Regions from separate parts of the Oryza sativa genome. Here region 2 is linked to region 1. The links are chromatin contacts, called in public HiCAR-type maps. All regions are on one chromosome and are shown on one strand. The core of a region is the stretch at or near the end of the contact, and the rest is flanking DNA. Distances in the headings are between cores, read along the strand shown. Region 1 has its middle 30 kb from the start of LOC112937476. Region 2 overlaps LOC4352509 (lipoxygenase 2.2, chloroplastic).

The links. HiCAR-type assays count read pairs that join an accessible place to other places.
Region 2: a HiCAR-type map of leaf shows a contact between it and region 1, with 3 times the contacts expected there. The contact joins two enhancer-like sites. A contact is called at or near these places in 7 of 15 Hi-C or Micro-C datasets (leaf, leaf mesophyll, panicle and 1 more) and 1 of 4 datasets of contacts at active chromatin or transcription factors (leaf).

What each region holds. Positions count from the first base shown.
Region 1 is chr12:23,481,426-23,487,276 of ASM3414082v1, reverse strand. No RefSeq gene overlaps it. Among protein-coding and RNA genes, the nearest start is that of LOC112937476, 30 kb to the left of the region's middle. Within about 2 kb of position 2,911, at least 9 of the 15 cell types and tissues checked have open chromatin away from gene starts, as enhancers often do. A contact at or near this core is called in leaf, panicle and seedling, where this site is marked.
Region 2 is chr12:23,623,179-23,629,029 of ASM3414082v1, reverse strand. It overlaps LOC4352509 (lipoxygenase 2.2, chloroplastic), which reads right to left. Exons shown (of 6, transcript XR_010738493.1): 5 at 5,783-5,847; 6 at 5,575-5,699. It overlaps LOC4352510 (small COPII coat GTPase SAR1A), which reads left to right. Exons shown (of 3, transcript XM_015762712.3): 3 at 261-826. The coding sequence ends at 581. Among protein-coding and RNA genes, the nearest start is that of LOC4352510, 6.5 kb to the left of the region's middle. Within about 2 kb of position 2,664, at least 14 of the 15 cell types and tissues checked have open chromatin away from gene starts, as enhancers often do. A contact at or near this core is called in leaf, panicle and seedling, where this site is marked.

The DNA of each region.
Region 1 (5,851 bases), core at 1,662-4,161:
GCCTCAAATTACATTGAGCTAGCTTGATCATAGCCAAATTTAATCTTGCTATATATGGACGGTTTCTGCTACTAAAATGTATATTGTCCTTTCGACAGTACATCTGGTAGTATTATATATATATATATATATATATATATATATATATATATATATATATATATATATATATATATATATATATATATATATATATATATATATATATATATATATATATATATATATATATATATAGTAGCAAAAATTGCGTAGGCCCTCTCTTGGTAGTGGCTAGCTAATACGTGTTTCCCGGCCTGCGATGCGCTGCAATTTCTTGACGACCAAATGGAAATTGATGGTTGATGATTATTTGCCTTCTCAGGGAAGAAAAGAAAATTAATAGGCATTGAAGATATCAACTGGTTGTAGGCACAATCGAGGGAAGGAATAGAGGAAGTGATAAGAGTATCTTTACGGTTGTGTACATATGGTGCCCGGACATCAAGATTTAAATTAAATATATACTGAGTATTAAACAAATACCAATAAAGAGAAGTGATCTCAGCCGTTCATTTGTAAATTCTACTACTGGTAATTGAGATGTATGTAGTATAAATAGATAATTCATTAATTATAGAATATTAATATAATCTACAAGATTAATTATATTCTTGTATCAGAAGAGACAACCCCGATGATATATACTTCCTCCGTTTAACGATGTAAGTCATTCTAGTATTTTCTATATTCATATCAATATGAATATAGAAAATGCTAGAATAACTTACATCGTTAAACGGAGGAAGTATATATCATCTAGCAATGAATCGGATAGATAAAGGCAAGGAGGCTAAAGTAGAAAGGTTAGATATATAGTATCTCTGTTGTTGCACATCTCAACGTGTCATGATTGAGTCCCACTCCGGTGCTTTCTACTCGGAGTATAAATTAATCTAAACCGTTGATCGTTTTATATCTAATGGGTCAGATCTATTTATACTCCTATCTTAAATAGCGGTAGTAGAAACGTTAGAGGGTATAATCGTCCAAAAAATATGGACGGGATGGTTGAATTCGTAATTTTGCATATCAGTTAGAAACACTTGAGCATCGTTGGGCCGTGCTAGGTTTAGGGTGAGTGTGGCGGAGCAGATGCGATGAGCAGATCGGCGGCGTGCTTCCATGAGATCGTTGCGGGATTACGGCGGGGGATCAGCCTCGGGAGGCTACTCCTTGCCCAGCGGCTCAAATGCTAGAGATCAGTATGCGTTCCACGCCAGGCCCGAGAAGGAGACATATAACTAGCGAGCCTGAAGCCCTGAACCACGACAAGAAGTCAGATCAATTCAACGATTTCAACGCCATCGAAGCCAATCAATATTACGGTGTTTTGAGCATCGCTTTGAACTGAGCAAATGACCACTCTGAACTTAAATACTTCGGTACCATCTTGGACAAATTTAGCGATGTTAATGGCTTAATTCTTTAAGAACTGAAAACACAACATGTGGAGAAACTAATAAATAGGTTTTAAAGATAATCATGGTGAGTTTATAACAGCACATTTGCTCTTGCTCCTCGATTTGACTATATAGCTTTGTTCAGTAGTTCTTTGTAGTATTATCTGTTCAACGGAGGAGCTCGCACATGCCGGAGTGGGCACTGCCGCCGGAGTCGGGCGCACGCGAGAACGAAAGGAGCGGTGACACAGACGAACTGATCCTACTATTAAGAAAAAAAAGTAAAAGTTAAAAATTACCCTTAACCATAAATTAGTAAAATACTAATTTGCCCTTATAAATTAATGGCTCAGATTGCTTCTACTTGTAGTAGAATACTACAAGTAGAGAGCACCATAGCAGTCTCATGATTAACACATGCGCGGATCGTTCTATATACTATGATTCAACTCCATTACCCTTTGAACGTTACTGGTTAGCAGTAACGCTTTTGTTTGTTACGTATGTGGTATATATTCTATACTAGTAAACTTTAGCAGCAATTCTGTAAAGTGTGTGAAGGATCTACTTTCAGTACTTGCAACTTTTAGTGCCAAAGTATACCAATCAAATCATAAATTATCTTTGCACTCGTTTGTAGAAAACCTTAATTATTCCTAATTAAGTTATATATATGAACTTTCTGCTCAATTCGTAGAGCGGGCCGGGGCGACTCCTGCATTATATCACAGGATGACGATCCAGCAGCCAACGCTATCACTTTCTCGACACTTTGTAGGCAGTGACCTTATAGCTACAAAGCAAAAACAACGAACTTATATACTTATAGAATTCAAGTTTTGTCGGAAGTACTCCCAACCAGGTTCGTTATAGAATTAATGGTGTACGTCGTCATCCCACCACGAATGCCACAGCTCACAGCTTTAACATGTGCTGATGACAAATTGGCGATTGTGTTTATCCATATGCAATTAATCAAGTGATTTGCTAATAATTGAACAACTACTACAAACATACTATTAGGCATTTTAAGTTAGTAATTAAACAATTTTATGAGGTTATTAGCCCAATTTTTATGTGGTTCTAAGTTCTAACTCATAATAGTTCTTCCGGAATATAGCGTTGATTTATAGTGTAAAGTAAAGTGATTGATATACCATTATGTCGTTTAATTAATAATATATACCTCATTTGTTAGCAAAATTATGTTTACTAAAATTTTATAAGGTTCAAATTATAGCATGATATATAGCAGTACTAGTTCATTGTTAGTTCTTTCAGTAAATATTTTTTATGCATGCAATACAACAAGAGCATCGTTGATCAGAAAAGAGAGAAGGCTAAAGCTTGTTAGTATGGGTCCCACCATGAAAGTGGCTTCTTTTCATGCGCATGTATGGGACTCAGCTTGGGTGACATTGCACAGGTAAGTCACGACGTGATATTAGGTAAATCTGGACCATCGGAAACAAATCCAACGGACATGACGCTTGGGCCCACCTGCAGATGCAAAATAATCCTCAATCCATCCATCCCGGTGGGAGACGGCGTCCCCAATCCATCCATCCCGTGTGCTTCGCCGGTTCGCCGCCCGCCGCCGCGAGCCAGCTGGGATGCTCGCCGCCGCCGCCGTGACCGGAGACCGCCGCAAGTGGGGAGGTGACCGGGCGACCTCCGCGCGAGGCGTCCGCGCTCGCCTCGCCCACGTCCGGCCGTTGCCGCGAGCCATCTGGGAGGCTTGCCGCCGCCGTGACCGGAGACCGACTCGCCTCGCCCGCGCCCGGCCGGCCGGCGCCCTGCCGTCCCGCCGCGGCCAGGGAGGCGCCAGGTCGCGTGGATCCCCGCTCCAAGTTATCGAGGTCCGGAACTATATGTCCGGCTCCGGCGGCGTGGATCCCCGCTCGCCGCCCGACAACACCGTGCGCGCCGCCAGCCGCATCATGGGCATGGCCAAGATCGAGTAATCAAGCATCAGCAGACGGAATGAATGAAGTGAATATGATCGATGAAGCTCAGATTGATGCATCTCTCTTTTGTTGACTGCCCAGTCAAGAAATGAGAGGGTATGTCTTTGTAAGTTGTAACGCAGGAAATTATTAACGAGACCGCGTTCGCTTACTCGATTTCGATCGACCATACTTAGTACATGTCGTTATCATCAGGCCACACCAACTACCTTATTCAATCCAATTTAATCTGCTATTTTCTCTAAGAAAATTAAAATAATCTGCAAATTTCAGGGCTTGTATGGCACATAACTACAAGTTTTATGGTCTCAAGTAAATTTAGCATATTGAAACAATATTATTCACAATAAGCAGAATTAAATAAATCGCCTAGCTATATTGAGAAGTTGAAATTTTCGTAGACACTTTAATTATATATAAGGTGAAACTTTTAGGTAAATGCATGTTCGACAAATAAGGAATATTGAAAAATGAGTTTAGAGTTCACATAGAAATACAACTAATTAGAAATAATGAAAATTTAGAATTAAAAATAAATAATATTGAAAGAATAACCTAGAGTCTATATGGAAATATAATTTACAAATAACGAAAATTCGAAATTAAAAAATAAAGAATATTAAAAGATAAGCTCAGAGTTAACATAGAAATACAATTAATTAGAAATAATGAAAATTTAGAATTAAAAATAAATAATATTGGAAGAAGAGTCTAGAGTCTATATACAAATACAATTTACAAATAACTAAAATTTAAAATTAAAAAAATAAGAATATTGGAAGACGAGTCTAGAGTCCATATAGGAATACGATTTAAAAATAACTAAAATTTGATATTAAAAATAATTAATAACTATCATGTATATACAATACAGTATGAATGTTACACATTGGTAGTTTAGTAAAGTCTGTACAAAATTTAAAATTGTGTTGTCATTTTAATATATTTTAATAATAAATTGAGAAAACATATATGCTATTATATGAGAGAAAATATAATGATGCTAGCCGTGCAATCTACGCGGGCCACCATGCTAGCTCAATTTACGAGAACACTCTAGCCATGCATCTCCACTTCTATTTTGGAGTGAAGCTGAAACTACTTTTTACTGAACTCTAAAAGAGATAAAGCTAAACCTAAAACTCTATCAAACAGATATATAGGAGTACTGTAAGTGGATCCCGCCAACCCATTTATAAGTTGAATAAAGTGATCCACGTATACGGATCCACATCCTGGCCCGTTAACCCTCGCTACTGCAGGGTGCCGCGTCGTGGCCCTTTAGTTGTTGAATATGCAGCAAAGCGAAAGTGAACTTTAGATGAAGAGCAGGCTCACCGTGCATCAAAGAGACAAAAATAAGAGCAGCAGACACACCCGGTAAGATGGAGATTAATCCAAAGCGAGAGGATGTTTGGGCGGCTATGCAGCGATATCGCTGGCGGCGATGCTACAACAGTCCAAGAGATCGAAAGTTCAAGCTCCATAATTCCATTGTTTTTTCTAGATTTGTGATTCCTCTAAGAGCGAGAGCAGCAGGGAGGTTTGAGCGATTTCAGTTACATTGTTTGTATTTAATCTTGCCCATTCATCCTAATTAAAGGAAAGGCCAATCACTCAACGGCACCCTGCCGTAGCCTAGCCAGAGCGAACGACAGAGGATTCGGAACCCATTTGTATACACCCTTAGGTCGACCTTTTTAGCACAACTTCAGTGCCAAGATTTCTTGGAGTAGTTAGGTATTACTCCTTATAAATATATGGTCCTAAATCTACAATTACGTTGGTAAAATTTAGATGAGTCATTTTGTTCACAAATTAGATAAGTTTAAAATTTTAAACCACTATAATTTTTATACAAACTTCAAATCTACGGTTGATTTGAGGCCTGGAGTTGTGTCAAATAAAAACTTAGTATGGAGATGTGCTTAGGAGTTAACGAAAGGTGGACAAGATTACATGGGAAGATGTGCATACGATCGAGAGGGCTTTCTCCTCTTGTCCATTTCATTTTTTTTTCCTTGTGTTTTGCTTACGTGGCATATATCGGGGCCTAATTGTTAGCATGCCGAATCAATCGTGCCCGTGCCGTTCCCGTGCGAGAGCCGGACAACGACAGCGCAGGCGTCGTCGCCGCCGTCTCCGGAGTCTGCGCCTTCGACGCCGCGAGAGAAAGTAGCTAGCACATATTCAAGGTCGGCCTCGCCTAGCTAGCTAGATGCTGCGCGTACGGGGGCGTCAGCATGGACGTTTTGTCACCCCCAATGGCGAGGCTGCTACCGGCAACGTCGATCGTGGAGGCCGTCCGCCACGTACGTGCGCTCCATCCGCGCTCATAAGAGCACCCGAAATGGTAAAGTAATATGTTATCTATAAAATATGTACATCTCAACAATAGACTAAATTAATAGTAAACCACTTCAATGGTATGTCTACATGGGT
Region 2 (5,851 bases), core at 1,415-3,914, 140 kb before region 1:
CGCTTGGTTCATATAGACTTCAATTCAGTTCTATAAGTCTCATAGAAAATGAAATTGGTTGGAGACTTGGAGATATCTTCAAATGTTTTCTAGTTTTTTTTTTCCTGCGGGGATCTTCAAATGTTTTCTAGTTGATCTATTTCTTTGCTTATGCCTTTGTTATTACTACTTGATGTATCGCGATCATGTATGCTGGTGCACCAGTAACTATCCTGCCTTCTACATCCTTCTAATTCATCTTCCAACCTTCCTATGATCAGGTCGACGCGGTGGTCTACCTCGTGGATGCCTACGACAAGGAGAGGTTCTCCGAGTCGAAGAAGGAGCTCGACGCCCTCCTCTCGGACGACTCCCTGGCCACCGTCCCCTTCCTGATCCTGGGCAACAAGATCGACATCCCCTACGCCGCGTCGGAGGAGGAGCTCCGCTACCACATGGGGCTGAGCAACTTCACCACCGGCAAGGGCAGGGTGAGCCTCGGCGAGTCCAACGTTCGCCCCCTGGAGGTGTTCATGTGCAGCATCGTCCGCAAGATGGGCTATGGGGATGGGTTCAAGTGGGTGTCACAGTACATCAAGTAGGGTGTTGTTAGTTTTTGCTGGAAAAATGTTGAGGTAGTCTTCATAGTTCATACTCCTGTTTCACCTTACCACAGAGATGATTTTAGGAGGGAGCTAGAGCTATAGCTAGCAATCTGGTCATGGTGGTTCATGGTTCTTCCGGTACATATGTGGTGGAAGCAGCGAAAGACTGGGATTTGTGCTAGATTTTTCTTCAGTTAATTAAAAAGTGTGACTTTTAAAGATATAGAAACATCTTTTTAAAAGCATTGATTTGATATATCCTCGTCAGAGGAATCATCCTGAAATTGGAGCAAAATTGGCGGTGGTGGGGAGCTCCGAGCAGAGTTCGACTTACCGCCGGTAACCGCGCGGTTACCGTGGTTACCGGGCTTACCGCGGGGGTACGGTAATATAAATACCGCGGTAACCTCCTTAAATTCAAATAAATTTAAAAAATAATTTGAATTTTTGATAAATTTTGCACGGTTTTGTCGCGGTTACCGCGCGGTAACCGTGCTTACCGCCGGGGCGTGGTAACCCCGGCCCCGGCGGTTTGGGAAACCCTGGCTCTGAGACATGGATATTGGTTCTTTTTCCAAGTATACCTTTTCTTTTTAGGTTAATTTGATCCATGCCATTGCCAGTTGCAAATATGCCGATTTAGAAAAATATCAGTACTATTCACGATATTAGCTGGGTGCCATTGAAATTTTACAAAATTAAAACTGTACCATCGCTGTCACGTTTTTTATCTTCTTTTCTTCTCCTCTCTTCCTTCCTTGTCTTATTCTCCTCCCCGTTGGTCGGCCGTGCTTACTGCTCCTCGGTGAAATGCCACCACGCTTGCTGCTGCCCCTACCACCCCAGCATGCTCCTGCCGCCACTTCACCTAATCACCTCCTCGCGTGAGTTACGAGGAGGCTGGATCTAGGCGCGCGTGCTCCCTGGCTAGCGCCGCCACCATCTTCAACTCCTCCTCGTGCGAGCTTTGGGGAGGCCAAATCCAGGTGTTGCCACCATCTCCACCTCCTCATCTGTGGAGGGAGAAGCGGACGGGGAGGTGATGGTGGCCGCCGCCGGCGTCGCTTGCTGCTCCGCCTCCATGTCCTTCACAGGCGCTGGCTGCGGCCCTCATGGCTTGCTGCTCCGCCATCCCGATGCTGCCCTCACCATGTCGTCCCTCTCTGTCGTCGACCTCTCCTATTTCCTGGGCTTTGATGTCGCTAGCCTTGTTTGCTTTGCTGGAGGTCACCGGCCAGCCTCCTTGTAGCCGACCCCTTGACGGGTAGAAGAAGAAAGAAGATGGAAGTGATGGAAAACGTGACGGCGATGGCGCAGTTCTAATTTGGCAAAATTTCAATGGCACCCAGCTGATACCGTGAATAATAGTAATGATATTTTTCTAAATCTGTAAAGTTGCAGTGGTACTGATCAAATTAACCCATTCTTGTCCCCTTGAAACACATGATGAAAGCTCATGCTCATATTTTCAAAATACTTCTCCAAGTATATATTTTCTAAAAAAAAACTTTCTTCTACTATATTGCTTCGATTACTCATACTGCTTAGTTTTCGGTAACTCCCACCTCTAGGATTCACGGCCTCTAACCACTTCAATAAGGAGCCTTTCCACCGTCAACACTGACCTACCGCTCTCCTCTCTCATGGCTAAGGTGGTGCCATCACCGCTTGTTGCCACGGTCGTAAGGTGCAGTTGTAGTTACGACTGCACCTGATCTCAATCCGCGGAGGTGGGCTAGTGGTCATGGCAACGGATTGAGATTAGGTGCAGTCATAACTGCGGCTGCACCTTACGACCGCATGCATTTTCAGCCATTCATTTTTGGGATCAATGGTTGCTACAGTGTTCGTCCTACAGTACCCATGAATAGTACTTTATGGCATAGTACTTTGCTACAGTAACCAATCTAATCCTTACCGTTAGATTTAGATCCAATGTAGCTGTTACAACTGCTTAAGTTGCAGTCCATACTACTACTGCATCTGATTCGGATCCCACCGCTGCTATAGCCATCCCTTTTAAGCTGGGGAATACTTTCTACCTTCCCCACACCGATGCCCCCTTGTCTAACCTTGAAACCTAACCACTCGGAGGCCCATGGAGTTTGCCAGAGATAAAGACGAGAATGAATCACATAGCAAATTGCATGGTTACAAAAATTTATGTGATTTTGCCAAAAAAGGGCCCAAGCCTTGTTTTGAACCTGGAACTTTTTGGGCCGGGCCTAGCTTTACTCGGTCGTTTTCCTCGGCCATTTTCAGGTCACGAAATAGAGGCCCGATCCTGGTGTATATGTCATGCCAGGCCCTGGTCGGCCTTTTTGGGACTGAACTTGGTTTTAACAGGACTAACTGCATTCATAGTCGAATAATAAAAAATGCACCATGATAAAAAAAAAGACATAAAAGGAAAAAAATATTTTACTCTTTTCTTTGACGTATATAATTAGGGAAATGCTATGCCGTTCGGACGGGATGATACCTCAGAGGTATCGTCTAATACCTGTTAAGTATCGGCTGATACCCCATTCAGATGAGATGATACCTTCGAGGTATACCTACTAGGTATTAGGCGATACATATAAGGTATCACCCTGTCCGAAAGGATACTGTCACGTAGCATTACCCTATAATTATCTACCGATCCTTCCGTTCCATTCCAAAATATAATGATTTTTCAAGTTTTTCATGGGGATTAATTAGGAAATAAGATGGAATTGAATGAGGAATGATTGTGATAGCTTGAGATGAGAAAGTATGTGAAAGAAATTAAATGAGAGATTGTTTTGATTGATGAGATGAGGGAGTAGGTACTAGAGAGGTTATATTCTTGGACAAATTTTAATCGCGATGTTGTCATATTTTAGGATGAAGGGATCAACGTATAATTTGGTGATTGCACACAACATAAAAGCCGGAATTGATGTATTTACAGGAAAGAGCTAGCAACAGGTTGATGCCGGGTTATTTCATTTCATGATTGTAGTATGAGAGCACACCAGATACATACGTAGGGATGGTAAAGGACCCAACTTTTTAGACTATAAAATTTAAGAGCTGGGTGTAAATAGGCCGGGTGGGTTGAACTTTTATTCATTTTGAACTAAAAAAATATTTTTAAGAACTAGGTAGAATTGTAAAACAACCCATGCGCCTTGACTATTACCACCCCTACACGTACATGCATGGCTCATAGGCACATACATGTAGCTCAAATGGAGATGCTGTTGGGGATGCCCATCTCCATCACCGACGACATGTCCTTGGGGTCACCATAGCACGGCTTTAGCAGCACATATGGCACCACACCAGGGCCCCACCGGTTCCTCCGCTCCGGATCCCTGTTCCGGCGGTCGATCGTCTCCGCGATCCTCATCATCCTCTCGTTGAACCTCCCGAACGCCGCCCTCACCTCCCTGTTTGCCATCCACGCCGCCTCCGTGTGCGTGCCCATGTACTCCTCGCTTGGCGAGTGCGACGACAACAGGTTGAGCGCTGGCAAGATGAGGGTAGTCTGGTACTGCGACGGGAACGTGTCCAGCAAAACCCTGACAGGATCCTCAACGAATGTCGGTTGCATGCCCTCGCACCCGTGCTCCTCCTCCGTCGGCATGTTTCGCCGCGCGATGGTGGGACGGTTGGGGAAGTAGCCGGCGTAGGGGTACTGGCCGAAGTTCACCGCTGCGTGGTGCCCCGATGCGACCCAAATAATGGTGGTCAGGACCTTGATGAGGCTCCCATGGCAGTCCAGCTCTGGCCATCCGTCCTTCTTGTCCGGGTGGCCATTCGTTTGCACCTCGTTCCACCAACCATGGAGCTCCTCATCAGAGTAAATGTCCGACGCTGACGGGTAGTAATGGTTCACATGGTCTGACACCCACTCCTTGATAGAGTCCCAGACGAGCAGGCCGTCGTTGGCATACGGGTAGTCCTCTATCGTTAGCTTCAGCTTGCCATCCTCCCCATGGAATGCCATTCCCCTGAATTTGAAACAAATTATATATCATATAAGAAAAAACATTTTTTGTCACTCGAGTGGATATACAATAGTTTCGTGCATATAATATATATATCACCTTATAGACATGTAATTTTAAAATCAATTTATATAAGTAGCTAACAAAGTAACAAATATCGAACGCAATTTTGACAGCCATATTTGTTACTACTTGTGTATAGGTACATTTAATTTGAACACACATATTTACAGAGCGATATATTACATATTTACATCTTACCAAATCTATTCTATTTGTAACATGCACGAAACGGGTGTACGTGATTAACACACATATTACCTCCGGATGAGATCGGCGGGCAGAGCCTCCATGTCGAACCTCCAAAACTTGTCGTAAACCGCCGAGCTGAGCTCCATGCAGAGCTTCCCCGGCGCGAAGGCGCTCTCGATGATTCCATTGGCGTTGATGAGCATCCCGCGCGCTTGGGCGTTGATCTCCATGGTGAAGCGGAAGTGCGGGTGCAGCAGCCGGTAGATGGGGTGCATCTGGCTCAGCCGCCGGTTCGCCGCGATCACGTACGGCTCCACGCAGCAGTGCGTCCTCAGCCTGTAACACCCAAACATGATTCGCAGCAATGCAAGTGCAATCAACAGATGATGAAATTAATAGTCAACTACTAAGAGTGATTTTACAGTATTTAAGGAGGTATACAGTTTGTTTTTAAAGTAAAATATGGTATCTCCCGTTACCATTGGTACTAGAAGATACGGAAAACGTGCAGTTTATTTTTTATACGTCTTAGTATCTCTCAAGGACGGTAAAATTTCTCGTAAATTACCAGTGGCTGACGAGCTGGTGGTAGCCGGTGTCGTGGGCGAGGACGTGCGTTTTGGCGAGCTGCCACAGCCAGGACGCCGCGACGCTGGAGCCCGGCGTGAAGACCTGGCGCCACTGCGGCGTGTTGGGGGACTTGGGCCTCGTCAGCTCGATGGCGATCGGCCTCAGCGTGCCGTCCTCCGTCAGGAAGAAGAGCGTCCGCGAGGCGTACAGCGTGGTGTCGTCCAGCTCGCGCACCGCGTGCACGAACGGCAGGAGCACGTCGTGGTAGTCCAGCATGAACAGCTTCTTCTTCTCCACGGCCTGTACAGTGTATTCTCTATCTTTTAAAAGCAAGTTAAATATATATATGTGTGTATATATATATATATATTCTCTTTTTTTATGTGCCTTTTAATTCACCTCCTCTGCTGTCATGACCCCATTAATCTGCTCTTCAATCAGCTCTTTGGTGATGAGGGAGTCCCCTGG